Regions from separate parts of the Mus musculus genome. Here region 2 is linked to region 1. A link is a contact called in public promoter capture Hi-C data. All regions are on one chromosome and are shown on one strand. Each heading gives the region's core, a stretch centred on a gene start, on an enhancer-like site or on the middle of the called end of the contact. The rest is flanking DNA. Distances are from core to core; before and after follow the strand shown.

What was found. Promoter capture Hi-C pulls out the DNA fragments that hold promoters and counts their contacts.
Region 2: a contact with region 1 is called in a promoter capture Hi-C map of hippocampal neurons, with 5 times the contacts expected there. The contact joins the promoter of Kcnmb1 here to the promoter of Sh3pxd2b in region 1.

Annotation. Positions count from the first base shown.
Region 1 is chr11:32,346,256-32,349,430 of GRCm38.p6, reverse strand. It overlaps Sh3pxd2b (SH3 and PX domains 2B), which reads right to left and starts at 1,591. Exons shown (of 13, transcript NM_177364.4): 1 at 1,463-1,591. The coding sequence starts at 1,537.
Region 2 is chr11:33,961,072-33,964,444 of GRCm38.p6, reverse strand. It overlaps Kcnmb1 (potassium large conductance calcium-activated channel, subfamily M, beta member 1), which reads right to left and starts at 1,432. Exons shown (of 4, transcript NM_031169.4): 1 at 1,119-1,432. It also overlaps a transcript of Kcnip1 not described here.

The DNA.
Region 1 (3,175 bases), core at 342-2,841:
AACAGGCCTGCTCTGCTCCTTACTGTTAGCTGCCCCATCCTTGAAACAGACTTGAGAAGACCACCACTAAACATGTGTGACACCACAAGGGAGTAGAAGGTGACACCCAGTCCTTGGTGGTTCTATCTATTCTGGTTTGTCGGATCTGGTGGAAGGCGGCATGGAGGAGAATTTCAGACTTCCTCCAGTTGGTGTGTTGCTGAAAACTGTCCCATACCCAAGAGGCAACTCAACAGGCTTCAACAAGAAACCAAGACTTGGCAGCATTTGAAATAGTTAAGGGGGGGGGGGGGGGGAAAGGGAGTGGGGGTGGGGAAACCAAGACAATTTAGCTGAGCTCTGAAGCAGGGAAAACTTAGCTCTATTTAAAGATACCACAGGTCCAGGAAGCAGCCCCCCGCTGGCTGGCCCAGGGCTGAGTTACTGAAGGCCTAGACTATAACAATACACTGGAACACAGCACACCCTTTCTTGTAGAGTACAGTGGATACCCGGCCATCTCCTTTCAGAATTTTATGGGCGACTCAGGGAAGGCATGTATAGCTGTCTGCTTTGTAAGAATGGATCTCTTAAACAAATAGATCCAAAGGGGCTTCCAGGGAGGCCCCTGGCCAGCCTTTCTCCAGCCAACGCCCTCTCTAGTCATTGTTCCTCACTTCTTTGTTAGGATTTTTTTTTCCCTCCCTCTTGCTTTTTTCTTTCCTGGTTAACTTCTTCAGGACTGGCACAGCCACAGGGAAGCCAGTCCCCCTCACACCTGGAGTGAAGTCCCCAGGGCCTCCTCTAAATCCACTGTCCTACTACCCAGAACCTCTGAGGTGGAACCAAGGCCACCTCAACCTCCAACAAAGTCCCCAAGCAGCCTGAGAGGCCACTTCCCACTTGAGGGTCACCGTGGGCCCCAGGCCCATCGTCCACGTTTGAGAATCCTCAGCCTTTGAGTCTCAGCGTTCCCATCTGCAAAATGATGCCAGGGACCCATTTCCTCCACACCTTAGCAGCTCCAAACAAAATTCTCCTGTCACAGAGGGGGGTTACTCCTGGGGAAACTTTCCCACATTGTTAAGCGGAAGTTACAGGGAAGGGGCGCTCAAATGACCCATGCACAGAAGGATGAAGGGCTAGGTTCGCTAATCCTATGAGGCTGGGCGCCTCTGGGTAGGAGGGTGGCCTGAGACCCACGGCTCCGTGGGTTTCTCTCCTGGTTTCTGTCTTAGTCTGCAGCAGCGGCTGGGGCCAGACTTTTGTACGGGTGGGCAAGGCGAGAGCTCGCGAGGAGATGGCGAGGACCAAGGGGCGAGCGGGGAGATGGCGGGGAAGGCACAGGGACCAAGGGCTCGTGGGGAGACAGACAGCAGGGAGGGCGCGGGGACCCGGGGCGCGTGGGGAGACGGCGGTGAGGGCGCGGGGCACAAGTTCTGCGCGGGGCTGGGATCGCCGCGTGGCGCGGACGCCGACTCACATAATGCTTGTTGGGCACGCGCCGCTTCTGCACGTCCAGCACCTTCACCTCCACGATACTGCGCCGCGGCGGCATGGCCGTTCTCCGCGCCCAGCGCCGTGCGGGCCGGGCCGGGCCAAAGCGATCCTTGCCGCCGAGCACTTGCCGCCGCCGCCACCGCCCTCCGCGCCCCGCCCCTGCCCGCCTCCACGCCGCCCGCCCACCCTGCTTAAAGGGCCCTCCCGGCCCGGCCCGGCCACGTCCGCCCGCGGGCCTTTGTCCCCGCGCCCGGCGGGACGGCGCGCTCCGCCCCCCGCGCCCGGGCCTGGCGACTCTAAACCCAGGCACCCAAGCATCTTGCTCGAGCTCTCCATTCCCGTTAAGGGCTCAGGGAGGTTGCCCATCCCCCTCGGTGTGTGAGAACCGCTGGCGTGCCAGTCGCTATAAATCCGATCGCTTGCCCCCAGGGCTGGGGGCGGGGGCTGGGGGTCAGGGAGAGGTGGTCACTAGGTCTCTTGGGTTTACTGTCTATGACAGGGAGAGGAAAAACTGCAAAAATGGCCTGGCAGCCCTGCACAGGGCTGCGAAGGTGAAAGAGAGCAGGGATGCTGGGTAGGTAGCAAGCCCCTGACCCCGTGGGGGACTGAGTCCACACCTGGCCCTGTGCCCTGTCATTATCACGGATGCTCACTTAAAATCTCACAACACCTGGGAGTTGGGGGTCAGGAGGGGATGGTTAATCGCCTTTTACAGAGGACCTGAGGACAGCCTCTAGATTCATGGAGCAGGTGGGTCCAACCCATGGTTGCCCCACACTAAGCAAAGCAAAGCTACAAGTGGCTCCACATCTCTTTTCTCTAGCTCATCCTAGCATTGGCTGGGCGCTCAGTAACTAACAGATGCTGGCTGAATGAATGGATGGATGGATGGATGGATGGATGGACACACATAACACCATGGATAGGAAGTTCAGACTGCAGGTAGTGGTTTCTCAGCCACGAAGCAGGGGTTCCCCTTCAGGCACCTCCCCACCCATAGATCAGTCGAGGAATTTCTTAAGGGAGAGTTCTCGTCAGTCCAGGCAGGCCTTGCAGACTACTTTATTTTGAATCCCTCTGGAAACCCCTCTATTGCCTTTTTGGCTTCTTTGTCCGTGCTTTCTGCTGTTCTGGCCTTGAAGGCTGGTCTGGATGGGCTTCACTAATAGAAGGGGTTACTTGATTGGTACCAGGCCAAGGCGGGAGGATTGTCTTTACCAAAGCCAGTTTTGTACCAAAGATGGCTTTGTGCTGCCTCAGGCACAGGACTATCTTCTTGGCGCTCTTGATTAAGCTGTTCTTACTGACCCACTCGGAGATTGTGGAGAGTGGCATCCATTTGGAACCAGGGCCCTCCCTGGCCCAGTAATTCCCTCCAGTGCACCAGATCCTAAGGTGCTTCCCCAGCAGAGCTGCCACCCAAGGCACCCGCTGGTTTCTCTCATGTCCTGCACAAAGCAGAAGCACAGACTGTAGAAGTTGGATGTACCTGAATCAGCTAGCTCCTCCCACTTCCCAGTTCCCCAGCTCTGCCTGTAGCTGTAGTAATGCCATCATCTTCCCTGTCCCGTCATCCTTGCCCCCATCCTCCACCTCCCACCCTTGCCGGCTGATTTCTGAGTGTGAGTCGGATCACTCTGGGTCGCTCACAACAGTTCAGCCTTGCAGCTTTTGTCCTTGGGTGTCCGCCTCATTT
Region 2 (3,373 bases), core at 183-2,682, 1.6 Mb before region 1:
GAGGTCTGCTCTGGCCTCTGGTAACAGCCTACAGTTAGCTTTTAAATACTCAGGATCCATTATCACCAATTATCTCCAGGAGAAGCCCAGTACACTTGAGGGGATTTCCTTGTGGTGCTGGCTTTTTCCAGTGAGCCCTCCTAGACTCCTGAGCATTCCCAAGATAAATGACAGCAGGAGTCTGCTCAAGGCTACAGCATGGAAGCTCAGAAGGGAAAGGAAGGAAGGATGTCACCTGTTCCTGAGAGGTCTCGCTCCTGTGACTGGTTGTGCCTGTAATGTCCCGATGGCTCACCAGCTACATGAAGTGAGTTCAGTTTAAATGTAAAGCTTAGGTGGGAATCTGGGATGGGCCTAATGAGAACCTCCAGCAAGAAGGATATGAAGCTCTGATATGCACTGTGGCCTGAGACAGGAAGAAATGGGTTTCCATGATAACAGAAGAGATTTCAGGGAGACTATGCCGGATGTGAAACATTAAGTATCTCAGGACTCCTTGGATGGAATTCTGTAGAAAAGTCACCTGAGGTCTGGGCTTGATCTAGGAAAGTTGGAAAGGGTTAAAGAAGAGTCCTATGTGGCATAACTGTTGGGTTGTTGATCTCTTCCTTAGAAGGACTGGGGATAGAGTATGTAAGGGTTTTGGGGGAGTTTAGAGAAGAGAGGCCATCAGATATAAGACCGAGTCCTGGCTTTTCTACTTAGCAACCATATGACTGTTAAAACAAGAACAATAGTGCCCTCCTCAGGGTCCTGATGTAGACCCACCAACACTGCTGAGCGTCACCTCATAAATAAGTGATGCCCTCCATAAACAGGCGCCATCATTAACTGAGGAATTGAAGGAGCTTGGTGCACTCTGCCAGGCCTGTTTGTCGATCCCTATCCTGATGACAAGTGACAACACTGGTCCTGACTGGCTGGCCACAAAAGAGACGCCCAGACCAGGGTCAACAGGCCAGGCAGGCCCTCCGGTGCCAGAACTCTGATGGGCATCAGGAGAGGTAGGGATTTTCACCACCCTATCCATGCCATCACAGGCTGCTGTCTCCCACCATCTCCCCTCAGCCCCGGCTTCCTAGAAGCCCTTCCCAAGCTCTCTGGGATGTAGCACTCACAGTTCTCTGGGTCTCCGCTGGCTGGCAGATGGTTTCTCTCCACTCGCCCCACCCCCACCCCCACCCCAAGTCAGGCCTGGGAGCTCTAGCAGGAAGTTTGGTCTCCCAGCTGGTCTCCAGGGAAGCAGTCTCAGTCCCATCTGGGTCGAGCCTCCATGCCCAAACATGGTCAAGTCTGAGCACACAGCTTGCCCCGGGATAAAAACTCCACAAGCAGGTACCTAGCCTCACAGCCCTCAGCTGCTGTTGGGGACTCTGCCCCTGCATTTCCCAGAGTCTCCTGGGAAACAGATGTCAAACAGCAAAAGCCATTACCCACCCCACAAGGCCATCCTGATATATGTACAAAAATGTTTCTTCTACACTCCGTCTTTCAGGCTGGCAGAGAAGCCAGGAATAGGAAATGATCTTCCTTGTGTAGTGCAGGGGAGGGAGGTAGAGGGGTTGGGCTTGTCACTAGCCCATGTTATATCCACACCAGTGCAGCCAAAGCCTCCCACCTTTGTCCCTGACTTCCTGTGTGACTCTGAACAAGTCACTGAACCTCTCTGGACCTCTGTCTTCTCCCTTCTATAATTAATAGCATTTTGAAAACTTAACTTTATTCTGGATTGTTAAGTTAGAGATGGAGTTCAGAGAAAGGAGGAAATTCCGCCTTTTAAAGACCACTGGGGCTGAGGCTGGTAGCGGTGGGTCCCACAGCTGCTTCCGGCCAGCCGTCCAGGTCCAGGGACAGTGCCATGCTGGGGACCTCCCACAGACTGACTCTGCTTCATAGGCAGAAAGTTATTGCAGCCAATACGACAACTGAACATTGGTACTGGAGGTAGGGGTGGGGGGCAAACCTGCTTTTGCACTCCGGGTCCTTGTGGATAAAGAGAGCACTGTAAGAGTTGGGAAAGCAAGAACAAGCCCCGCCCCACCCCTGCCCCAACCCCGGCCCCGCCCCCGCCCCGCCCTCCTTACACCTTGGTGCCCTGCTAGTCATCTGCACAGAACTTGATGCCTGGTCCAGAGTTTCTCTACTTGATGAACAGAGACAGATTGGAAGTTGGCCCCTCCCAGTGTCAAATCCCAGCCATCTCTGCCACCAAGGGACTGTTCTAACACCTCAAACCATACCTCTGTTATGTCTCCAGCCACCTAAAGTTCTAGAAGTAGCCTCTGGTGTCCCCAGGCCCAGGGCAGTGGGTGCATCTTAGATATTCCTGATCACTAGGTGTTAGCACCTCTCACCTAAGCCTAACACCTGATAATCAGGGCCCTCTAAGGCCCAGAAAGAAAGTTGTCACTCAAGGCTCCTTGACACTCTGGGGGGTGAACAGCACCCCATCCCCCTTTAGTCACTGACTCTAACTAGAGAGACAACTACCTGTTTAGTTGCCTCATAGCAACTGGAGATTTATTAGTGTGCATGTGCCTGCATGTGTGTGTGGTGCTTAAATGATTTGTGCATGTGTGTGTGATATGTGTGTGTTTGGATAGGTATGGTGTGTGTATTATGTGTGTATGATATTGTGTATATGTGTGTGTACTTGATATTTTCACACATGCATGCATTCATGGAAACCAAAGGGAGACATTGGGTGTTTTTCTCCATCTGGCCCACCTCAGGAAGGACCTTTCGGCTGAGCAGCAGTGGGACCCGCCTTTAATCCCAGCACTCAGGAAGCAGAGGCAGGTGGATCTCAGTGAGATCGAGGCTGCCCCTTATAGAGAGTTCCAGAACAGCCAGGGCTACAGAGGAACCTTGTCATGAAAAAAACGGGGGAAGGGTTCTTTCACTGAGCCTGGAGCTGAGTGCTGGGGCACCTAACTATGAACAGTTTATTACACAGGTACTGGAGATTTGAACTTAGTCCTCTGTAGGTGCAACACTGATTCTTGCCCACCAGCCCCACAGACAAGGACGTCTTAAAGCATAGGGGTCAGGACCACTGACAAGGAAGGGGGAATATGGATCTGAGACCAGTTCTTCAGGAGAAGGATTTTCCAGTGATGGACCATGGTTCCTTCAAGGACCAGCAGCTTTCTCGTGGCACCTACAAAATTACTTAGAAACTCCTGCCTTGGGAGAGACATGGGCACTAGATGGTTCCTCACAAGTGTGAGCAGAGGGCCATTCATAATCCTCTCGACGGGCTGGGAAGGTTACACAATCAGATTTTATAAACACCAGTGAGGTTCCCAATGATTCTTTCCTTTGGAAGATGGGGATGAAGCAGGGAAGGCACCTGGTGCACCCTACTGAGCCA